Regions from separate parts of the Sus scrofa genome. Here all the other regions are linked to region 3. Evidence: chromatin contacts called from public HiChIP or PLAC-seq and promoter capture Hi-C data. All regions are on one chromosome and are shown on one strand. Each heading gives the region's core, a stretch centred on a gene start, on an enhancer-like site or on the middle of the called end of the contact. The rest is flanking DNA. Distances are from core to core; before and after follow the strand shown. Region 1 holds the start of GZF1 (GDNF-inducible zinc finger protein 1). Region 2 holds the start of NAPB (beta-soluble NSF attachment protein). Region 3 holds the start of CST3 (cystatin C).

Region 1 (3,632 bases), core at 829-3,328, 120 kb after region 3:
TCCTCCCCCTCCCCCGGCCTCGCTTCAGGCAGCGCAGTTTCTGCCTCCCTGGCACTGGCATCTCGGGCCTCCTCTTTTGTCCTTGGCTCCCCCTCTGTTCCCACAGCGTCCGGGCTGGGCTCTTGGGGTGCCCCGCAGTCCCCTGCATCGCTCGCTGCACTGCCCTGCTGCTCCCGGAGTCTGCGTGTGTACTTCTTTTTAGGAATTTCAACGAACACCTTCCTCCCAGCCAGCCTCCCGCTAGCCCTTCTGATCTTAGGGTAGGGGGGCTTCACAACCTCTTTTCTCTTGTCTGGCTTCTCCCTGGACTTCCTTGGGGGCAGAGCTGGCAATAAGCCGTTGCTGATTCTCTCTGCCTGGGGATCTGAGGAGCCCGGGAGGCTGCTGGTCAGAGGTCGGTCCCCAGCCACACCTGCCCCCCGAGTGTTGGGGTCAACAGCAGCAGCAGCAGCAGCAACCTGGGAGCCACCACCCTCCTCAACCTCCTGAGACTCGGAGAAATTCTGCAACTCCAGAAGTACTGACTCTAACATCTGTTTCTTTAACTGAAAACAGGTTTCAGATAAGTCCAAACATTTCAGCTTCTCAGCCATCTCCAGCATTCGCTGCACCCGATCTTCTTCCACCTGTACCTTTGCAGTATAGACAAACTCAAGAAAGGAAGCAAAATCGGCGACCTGCACTTCATCTAAGTAGACGTTAGTCCTGGCGCCAGCTGCGCCTTCTCGTTAAGGAAAACTTCCTTAAAAAACTTGCTGGTGGCCGCCAGCACTGCCTTGTGGGCCATGAACTCCTCGCGGACACCCTGGTACTCCACGCTGACCGTCACGTCGCACAGATGACCCAGCAGGCGGAGCTGGTGCATCTCGTGCAGAAGGTTCAGTGGTGAGGACTTGGATTCTAGCAGAACTGCACCACTCTCCATGTTTCTTCCTCCCAGAAGCAGCCTTGGGAACAAAACCAAAAATTACTCATGCATGAAGTAGAAGGATTAAAAATTATGAGGATGATTTCAGTTCTTGAGAGAACATAAAGTGATTAACGACAGAAACCCAACTTTTCTCATGTACAGATTCAAAACACACATCACTTCTTAGCATTTTTCTGAAGCCCAGATACAGCTTCATGACATACTTGCATGAAGAGAGACTGATCCCCCAAAGATAAAAGTTATGATTAATGAACTACGTTAAAGCAATACCTTATCTAGGTTACTTCCTAACCTGCTTACAGTCCCAGACCCCAAAACGAAGAGAATTTATAGCGACAATAAATAACGCCTACTTATTTGACCAGGAAACATAATAATTAAAACACATGGCGACCACTGTCTGCCTTGGAAAACAACCAACTAAATAACTACTATTCATGGACAAAACTTCATGGAAAAGTGGCCACGATCCACGGCCACCTCCAACCCCATAAGGCCCTACCACGGGCAGCACCGTCGCAGCACCTGAACGATGCGTGTTCAGCGGCGCTATCCTGGGCAGGGTTTTCAGCAGGGGTTCCTATGCAGGAGACTGACAGGCCGTCGTGAAGGCTGCAGCCGCGCGGGCGTCCCGGAGCAAGCTTCACAGGAAAGGCGCCGACAAGGTCACAGGGCAGGCAGCTACAGCCCGCCTCGCCCGCGCACCAGGTTCCCACTGCCCGGCCCGCCCGGAGCCCCGTCCTGCCCAACACGGCGCGAACGTTCCCCGCGGCGTACCTGCCGTCCGCTTCGGCATGTGCCGCCCTCCACAGGCCCAGGTCCCCGGGGCCGACCTCACCTACCCGTCCAGCCCGAGTGGCCGCCTGTCAGCAGGGCAATGGCCGCAGGTGGCCTCCTCTCTTCGCCGCTGCCGGCCGGACCACCTCCGGCTCCCTGACGGCCTCCCGCCCACTCGTGACCTTTGAGCCCGACTCGGAGCCCAGGCCGCAGCCTCCTGCCCCCCAGGCTGCTCACCCACCGCCCGCCCGGCCGCCGCAGACCCAGCGCTTCCGAGGACCAGGCCAGGGGACAGACGAACGGACCGGGGGCGGGGCGCGAGGGGCGGTGAAGGCGACGCCGATTGGCCGCCGTAGGCCCTGCCCCGCCCCTCGCGGGCCGGGTAGGGCCTGCGCACGCACGGCCGACTGCGGAGGCCCTTCGAGGAAGTTACGTGAGCCGACGCACCCTGCCGCCGCGCGTTAGGCCAGCAGCGAAGAATTACGTCACCCACCGCGAGCTAAAGTCTGCGCCTGCGCAGGAGGCTGCAACGGCAGCTCTGCCTCTCCCGCTACGCGGCAGGGGCGGGGTCGGCCTGCCCCCGAAAATCACGTGAGCTGCGGGCCCGCTGCAGCAGGTGGGCAGTACAAGAGGGCGGGTCGCCGGGGGGGGGGCGCGTGACGTCAGACGGTACTGGGCGGCGGAGGGTTGGGCACGGGGAGGAAGTGACACAAGGTGGAAGGGCTCAGAGAAGGGCGGAGCGTCGAGAGCCAGACTGGGCGGAGCGTTGGTGGAGGGGCGTGGCGTCAGGAGCTTGGCGCAGGGAGAAGCGGGGTATCCAGCGCCGAAGAGGGCGGGGCGTAAGGGTGATAGGAGGGTCCTGGAGGAGGGGCGGGGCTCCGCCACGTGCCGCAGGAAGCGGTTGGCTGATCCCTAGGTTCGTTGCGTGGTCCGGCTGGGTTCGTTAGACCTCGCTGTGCCGACGCGGTTCAGGAGCTGAGCGGGAGCCGTCTGCTCCTAGAGCCTCCGAACGTGTGCGATCTCTGGACACGGGGCGAGACCCTCTGGACACCTCTGGAACGCGCCCTCCACCCCAGGGGCTTAATATCACAGCTCCCCAGCCTCTGTTGATCCTCGTCTCTCCCAGACGTCCAGCGGGCCCTGGGCCGACTTCTCATCCGGTGTCTTCTGGTTAAGTTTGCGAGTGTAGAATGTGGCAGATCTGCTGCACAGCCGCCACCTTCCCTCTCTTACAGGCTCTGACACAGTCATAAAGCATCTGCCTGAAGTGGCTGGGATGCTGTGTGGACCAAAGCGCCCTGGTCCCGGGTAGTCGGGCCCAGGTGAGAGGGTCCAAGCAAGGAGGCTTCCGGCTGCCCTATTTTCCAGCTTCTGATTTGTAAGAACCTGCACAATCTTTACTTTCTGCTGCAGATAAAAAAGCATGTCCTGGTTCCAGAACAACCCCACCTTCTGTGCACAACTGCTGGCTCTGCCTCCAGGTTCACCCAGAAGTGGATCCTGCAATCGCTTCCCTTCTCAGGATTTTCAGAAGCCAGCCCAGTTCATGGAGCATGGGGCTCACCCCTAGGTGCACACACTGAGAGTTGAGTCCTTCCCTAGTAGTCTAGGACCCTCCTGCTCTCCCGCACCCAGAGCCCTGACTTCCTCCAGAAATGAATCTCCTTGCCCAAACGGGTTAATAAGAACAGTATGTGCCTCATGCTTACGGAGGGTGAGCCCTACTCATGTTAGTAGTATGTCACTTTCTCACAAAACTCTGCGAAGGGGTAGTATCATTATTCCTATATATACAGAGGAGGAAACAGAGGCACAGGAAGGTTAGCCAGCCTACCCAAGATCACAGCGAGTCTGAGCCAGGACTGAACCTCCACAGTGGTACTCTGTGCAGACCAGTCTCCCCAGCTACAGCAGAACAGAGATC
Region 2 (3,500 bases), core at 858-3,357, 78 kb after region 3:
AGCCTTCTTCCTCTTTCATCCCCAGTGTCCAGAGCCGCTGAGAGACAAGATGTGTCAGTCCAGTGCTGTCCACTAGAATTTTGGGCAGTGACAAAATATTCTCTGTCAGTGTGGCCTGATATGGTAGCCATCAGCTACCTGTGGCTACTGAGCAGTTGAAATGTGGCTAGTATGACCGGGGATGATATCTACACTTTACTTCATATTATTTGCTCTAAATGTATGTGGCCACTGTCCTGGTTGGCATGGGAGCTGGGGGGCATGGGTCCTTTGGATCTACTGCAGGGTCTCGGCATCCCCTTCCCTGGTCCACACGGGAGCAGGTCTCCTCCTCCCTCCCTCCTGCTTGGAGCATCCCCCTCTGTCCCTCTGGTCAGGGTTGGTCCCGGTTAACTCTGGGAGGTCTGTCCCTCTGCCAGCTACCTCCCCTCACCCAGCTCTGGAAGAATAAAACACGCTGTGAACACAGCAATGAAGGTAGGAGGTTTTTCTCCCACTGCGGTGTGGACTGTGGGGGAGGGTGGGAGTGCCCATGAGAAGGAAGAGAATGAGGGAAATACCCAGAAACACCAACAATGTCAGGATGCACCCCTGCCACCCATAACTGCAGCCTCTAGAGTAGAGAAGGCAGCCCACTCCCTCCTCCTCAGCTGACTGTATGCTTGAAACTCTGGAACTGTAGGCTCAAGAGTGGTGGACTTCTTAAACATACCCTTCCTAGACTCCAACTCCAGGAAACCCTGATGTAGAGATGGGGGCTTGGAGAGCAGTATTTCTCGGAGTCCTGCCCTAAGGCAGCTTTGGCAACTGCTTTAATCAACACACTGTTGTTGCACTTGGAGTTTTTGACCTGAACCCCTCCACTAAATCCCCATAGACTTCTCAAAGGCTCATGTTCTCTGCTTCTCAAAGGTTCATGTCCACGGCTTACACGTTTCTTTTTTTTCACTCCTGTGTTCACTGCTGCCTCTAATTTCCTGCCTCCTTCTTCCCCAATACTGCTCCAAATTAGCTCTTTGAAGTCAGAATAACAGATGCAGTGAAAGTAAATAAACTCTGGGATCTGAAGCTCCCTTCAGTCTGGAGTGCCTGCACTGCAAGCTCTGCAACATTTGCTTTAGTGACCTTTCTTTCTAGGAGTTTGGCCCTTCTTGCCTTTCTCTCAAGACAGCTTCATTTTCTTAAATGTATTTTGTGTGCCAGTGCCCACAGTGTATTTATTAATAGTTTGAAATTGTCACAAGTTCTCATTTGGCAGTGGTTTTCATATTTGCTTCACCACCTCTGCTTTAGCATTGCCAAATGTAAATGGTCTAGACTTTGTATGAAAAAATAACTCCCTCTGGGACAGTCCTGGAAGTTGCTGGCACACAATAGCCCCTATCTATGGATACCTCTCCTGGGAGATTCGAAGTCTTCCTGGCAGGGAGAATGGCTGTCCCAGAGGCCCACCCCACAATATGGCCAACATTATGTAAAGAGCAAGAGAGCTCAATTGCTCACATCCACTGAAAAGAATCCAGTCAATAAAAAGGGAGAATTATGCACATATTGCATATGTGCAAGTCTTCTATAGCCTAGGAAGAGACGCCTGACAGATCTAAACGCCTTGCTCTGGAGAAAAACATGGCTCTTCCTGCAGCTGTAGCTGGAGCGTGGGAAGATGGGCCAGTATCACAAGGTTTGTGCAGCTGCTTGGGTGGCCGCCTTACAGCGTGCTCTCAGAATGCAAGCGGTACAGTGGAGCTTTCCAGCCTGCCACCCGCCGTCTCCCGGTCCACGCCGTTATCCCGCGTCCCATCCATCCCGTTATCCCGTGTCCTCCCCGTCCATCCCCTGACCACGGTCGGTCGTGCTGGGCAGGGACTCCTGAACTAACGTGATGCTAGTGTTTGAGGCGGTCTTCCTTGGAAGCCGTGGGAACTTTTCCATTTCCCGCCTCCTTAAACTGTCAATACTCTCCTCGGTAGAGGGCCCTACAGAGGGTGAGGACCCCGGTCCCGAAGCCCCTGCCTCCAGCCGGCTCCGCGGCCTTCTGGGAGTTGTAGTTGACGCCTCGCACACTCCCGCCGCCAGGCCACCGCTCGGACTACAACTTCCGACAGGCTGCGCGCCGCGCCTGCGCGCCCCTCCGCTGCCAGAGGACGAGGCGCGGGAGACGCGTTCGGCTCGGGAGTAGCTTGTGGAGGCGGCCGCGGCTGTCGACATGGACAACGCAGGGAAGGAGCGAGAGGCGGTGCAGCTGATGGCGGAGGCCGAGAAACGAGTCAAGGCCTCCCACTCCTTCCTCCGCGGGCTCTTTGGGTGAGCGCCAGACCGCGCGGGTCCTGAGGGGAGGGTTTCCATTCCAGGAGGCGGCCCACACTTTACTCAGGGTCCCCGGGGCCTTCCACGCGCCCTTCAGGGGTCCCCTAGGATCCCCCGGGCACCCACAAACCTTTGGGGACCACCGAGCTCCCCCCATCCCCCCACGCGCACGCCAGGAAGTCTCTCCACCCCCCGGCCCCGCCCCCACACACCCCAGGGATCCCCAAGGGCACTCTATAACCCCCCCACACACGCCCTCCTGGGACCCTCTCGGCCACCCCGACACTCTCCAGGGATTCCCTAGGACCCTCAAGCGCGCACCCTCCCCGACCTGGCGTTCGTGGCCCTCCCCACCGCAGCCACACGGGTTTGTTATTTCTCCACGCGTAGCTCAGGAGACCTGAGTGGGTGGAGGCGCTGGGAGGGTGGGCGGCGGGCTGGTGGTGGGGCCTAGCTTCCCGCATTCCACCACCCTGTGCCCGCGCCCCTTGCGCCAGGTACACATTTAATAAATACCCGTGGGAGGAACGAGTACGTTTTCTTCGTAGAAGGTTCATGTGAAACCCAGCCCAGGGCTTCCTACGGATTAAGGATAACGTAGCTCCTCTTTTAAGTCTGCGTCTTTGGGGAATCCCGTCCATTTTCAGTGATTCTTCTGTGCTTTCCTAGGGAAGGTCTTAAATTCGGACTTCCCAAAAAAGCAGAGCCTGCACTGACAGTTCTTGGACAGTAGAATATGTGAATGATTCAGCTGTTTAGGATGAGAGAGGCGGAAAATTCGTGGTGTTTTTCCGTTTTTCCCTTTGGAAAGGGAAAGATCCTCTGCGGACACCCAGAGCAAGTTTTTATTCTGAGGAGGACCAGGGACCCATCCTTAACTGTTGCGCTATTAGACACAGGTTTATTTCAGTTTAGAACCTGCTCGTTTTGCCACCCTCGTTCTTTTGGTTGTAATACTTAATCGTTGTTGAGCATCTCCATGAAATGCTAACTGCAGGTTTCACGCAGTGCTGGAGTGCGGGCTCAAAGGTACCAAAGGTCATTTATCCCAGCTGGTTTCTCAATTTCTCAGGTGATGTGAAGTTTGGATTATAGCAGTGAATTATAAATTTATTCCCCCCTTAAAAGTTAGGACAGTACATAAGGAGCCACTGCTTCTTACTTGATGGGAACACCAAACAAGAGTCCTTTCT
Region 3 (3,329 bases), core at 442-2,941:
TACCCAGCCAACTGGGTCCTCTTGGTCCAGGGAGCAACGGAGCCAACAATTAGGTTAACACAACAATAGGGGAAGCTCAAAAATGATGCACCAAAGCCAGACACCCACATTGCATGATCCCATTTGTGGGAAGTTCAAGAAAAGGCAGAACCCCTGTCTACAGGGCACATGTGCGTATTGCCAGGAGCCAGGGGTGGGCACAGGATAACCCACAGAAGAAGCAAGAGGAAACTTTCAGGGTAACAGGCTTGGTGGGGTGGTAATAGTGGTGCATGCATTTGTTAAAATTCCTCAGTCTGGATACACAAAAGGAGGCATTTTTATTGTATATGAATCATACCTCATTCAAGTTGACTTTTAAAAATCAACAAAGTTTTCCAAGCAGTGGACAGAGGACCAGAGCCACTGTCATGGCCCCCTGAAGGGAGACGGCCATTCTCTGCATGGGGGGGGGGGTGCTGCCCCTCCCCCACTGGCCCAGTAGGGGTCTTCCCCACCCTCTGCCCTTGGCCCATACCCACATGTTATGGTACATCCAGCCCCAGGGGAAGATTCCAGATCACACCCCTCCTCTGCTTAAACACCAGCAGCTTCCTATCCCCAGAGCAGGACAGTTCCGCTGGAGGGCTTTCCCACTGGCTGTTCCCTCTGCCCAAGTCTCCCTTCTTTGTGCCTGAGGGACTTCTTGCCCTTTGGGTAGGTGTCAGCCTAAAGCTCTGTCTTCTCAAAGGGGCATCTGTGGCCAGGGTCCAGGGATGTCCATGTCTCTCTCTGTTTCATCCTTCACCTCACTTTCAGCAGAGCCCCTGTCACTCTCTGATCGTCATTACTGATTACTGCGACCCACGGCCCTACACCCACCGCGCCCCACAGCAGCTACACTTGGTCATGGGACACAGGAGATGGACCCGGTGAGACAGTGACTCCTGTTTGAAGGGTAAAATGCACTCACAGGACCCCAAAGACATAGTGCAGGTATAGAAGAGTGGAGAATGTGTCATTCACAATTGGCTGTGTATGTTGAAAAATTTTGGATATATTGGGTTAAATAGAAAGTATTATGCTTTCATAGACTTTTTTCTTTCTGCTCTGTTTAATGTGTCTCTTAGAAAATAGTTTCCCTAACATCTTCAACTCTCAGGGGCTCCACCGCCTGGAGTATCTCCCCACCCCCACCCCCACCCCTCCATGCTCCATCTACAGACGCCCTGGCCAGGGAGAAGCCCCAGAAGGGTTCGGTGGTCGAATAAAGAAATGAGTTTGAGTAAGAGAACCCGATGAGCTTTTCCCAAATGAAGGTTAATTCACTTAATGTTTGGCAAAGAAGTTCCCCAGGACAGGCCGCAGACGGAAACCGCAGCCCCGCTCCGGGGACATCTAGACGCGGACCAGGCGCTTAGACACCCCCCGGGGGCCAGACGCCCTTCCTCCCCTTCCAGACCTGGGTACAGAGTTGGGTTACAAGATTCGCCGGCCCAGAGGAGATGACACTTTCGGAGAGACCTAGGAGAATCCAGCTGGAAAGCAGCTGGACCGGGAAGGATCGGATGGGCGGCGGATGGGGAGGGGCGGAAGAGGAGGAGCCGGGCGGGGCAGGGGGCGGGGCCAGGGCCCAGTTGCGGGGGATAAAAGCACAACTACCAGCCCGGCTGGGCTAGCGATCTGATCGCCGCTGGGCCGAAACTCCGTCTGTCTCCGAGAGACCATGGCCGGGTCCCCGCGCTCCCCGCTGCTCCTGCTGGCCGCCCTGGCCCTGGCCCTCGCCCTGGCCGTGAGCCCCGCGGCCGGACAGGGCCACAAGGGCCGCCTGGTGGGCGGCCTAATAGACGCGGATGTCAACGAGGAGGGCGTGCAGCAGGCGCTGTCCTTTGCCCTCAGCGAGTACAACAAAGCGAGCAATGACGCCTACCACGGCCGCGTGCTGCGCGTGCTGCGCGTCCGCAAGCAGGTGCGTCTGCCGAGGAGAGGGCGCGGGATCGAGTTGCGGAGTCGGAGCTCAGGGGCCGGACCGGCGGGGTGCGGAGCCTGAGAGCAGCGGCCTGGGGCGCGGGGCCAGGGTGCAGAGCCTGAGTGCTTTGGAACTAGGCAGGGGGCGCAGGGGCGGGACGGCCCTGACTGCGGGAGGCCGGGCGCCGTCTCCAGCCCGGCTTCCGCCGAGCCCCCAGGTCCTGGGAGGAGGGTCCCCTTCAGCCCCTGGAGGCTCCGGGGGATCTGCACAGACGCTGATGCGCTTCTCACCCTGGCGTGGCCCCCGGCCTCTCCCGGCGGCCACAGCCCTTCTCGGGGTGTCACCTGGCGTGGGCCCGGCCTGGCCCGCAATCTGGGTCCGCGCTGGGGTCAGGGACCAGCCTCCTGGGACTGGGGGGTCCGTGCGAGCTGCCATCTAGATGACCTGAGGAGAGGGAAAAACACACCCACACCTGGCTGCGCTCCTGACTTTGCCCCTGAATGGTTCTTTAAGCACCTTCCTTTTAACTTTTTAACATCATTTCAGACTTTATCGGGCAGTTACAAAGATACATAGAGTCCTTGTAGATTCTCACCCAGATTCCTCAAATGTTAAAAAGTTGCAGAATTTGCTTGACCCGCCTCATCCCCACATACATGTGTGTAGCGATGTTTATACACATTAATTTTTCTGACCCTTCCTGGGTACACAACACGTTTGTGTATTTTTCCTAAAAGCAAGGTTGTTTTCTTCCAAGGCACAAAATAATTTTGAAGATTAGGAATCAAACACTAACACTTTCATACACCAATCTTACTCAGATGCCAGTTATCTATCTCCCAGTCCTTTATAGCCGAGGACACTGTCAGGCCACATGCTGCTGTCCTGTGGCCTCCTTTATTCCGAGGCAGCCCCTGGTCTGTCTTGTGATCTTGGTGTTATTTCTGAAGGTCCAGCCAGCTGTGGCTCAGACTGTCGCTGGATTTGGTTTGGCCTGATGTTTCCTCAAGTCACACAGAACAGGTGTGCACTTCTTGTAGCCTCCTTGGCAGGTGCCGCTCAGCTCACATGGCCTCCACGTCCCCATCGTGCAGTGGTGTTCGGGTCCGACCCTCCAAGTGTCCTCCCTGTGGGGCCTGGCTGCTCCCTGGAGCACCCAGATGGTGTCAGCAAACACGAGTCCGTGAGCTGGCCTGTGGTGGCCGGTGTGTCCTGGACTGGGGCAGTGGCGGGGGGTCTGACGTAAGAATCCAAAGGCTCCTGGACTGTTGCTTCCGCCCACAGGTCACATCCACGGGGGCAGCCTCTGGGCTGTGACATCTTACCACCACCCTGAGATGGGCACACCAGCCTGCCCCTGCCTCTGCTTGCCAGCCTGGCC

The links. Promoter capture Hi-C pulls out the DNA fragments that hold promoters and counts their contacts. HiChIP or PLAC-seq counts read pairs in DNA pulled down with a chosen protein or histone mark.
Region 1: a contact with region 3 is called in a promoter capture Hi-C map of fetal liver, with 4 times the contacts expected there. The contact joins the promoter of GZF1 here to the promoter of CST3 in region 3. A contact is called at or near these places in 1 of 5 promoter capture datasets (fetal liver), 1 of 47 Hi-C or Micro-C datasets (heart right ventricle) and 1 of 2 datasets of contacts at active chromatin or transcription factors (alveolar macrophages).
Region 2: a contact with region 3 is called in an H3K27ac HiChIP or PLAC-seq map of alveolar macrophages. The contact joins the promoter of NAPB here to the promoter of CST3 in region 3. A contact is called at or near these places in 1 of 5 promoter capture datasets (fetal skeletal muscle), 2 of 47 Hi-C or Micro-C datasets (liver and omental adipose tissue) and 2 of 2 datasets of contacts at active chromatin or transcription factors (alveolar macrophages and skeletal muscle).

What each region holds. Positions count from the first base shown.
Region 1 is chr17:30,349,879-30,353,510 of Sscrofa11.1, reverse strand. GZF1 (GDNF-inducible zinc finger protein 1) reads right to left here and starts at 2,078. Exons shown (of 7, transcript XM_003134296.6): 1 at 1,774-2,078; 2 at 721-947; 3 at 1-718. The coding sequence starts at 925.
Region 2 is chr17:30,394,712-30,398,211 of Sscrofa11.1, reverse strand. NAPB (beta-soluble NSF attachment protein) reads left to right here and starts at 2,107. Exons shown (of 11, transcript XM_003134297.4): 1 at 2,107-2,304. The coding sequence starts at 2,207.
Region 3 is chr17:30,472,848-30,476,176 of Sscrofa11.1, reverse strand. It overlaps CST3 (cystatin C), which reads left to right and starts at 1,691. Exons shown (of 3, transcript NM_001044602.1): 1 at 1,691-1,948. The coding sequence starts at 1,706. LOC106506628 (a long non-coding RNA gene) reads right to left here and starts at 1,564. Exons shown (of 3, transcript XR_002339947.1): 1 at 1,442-1,564.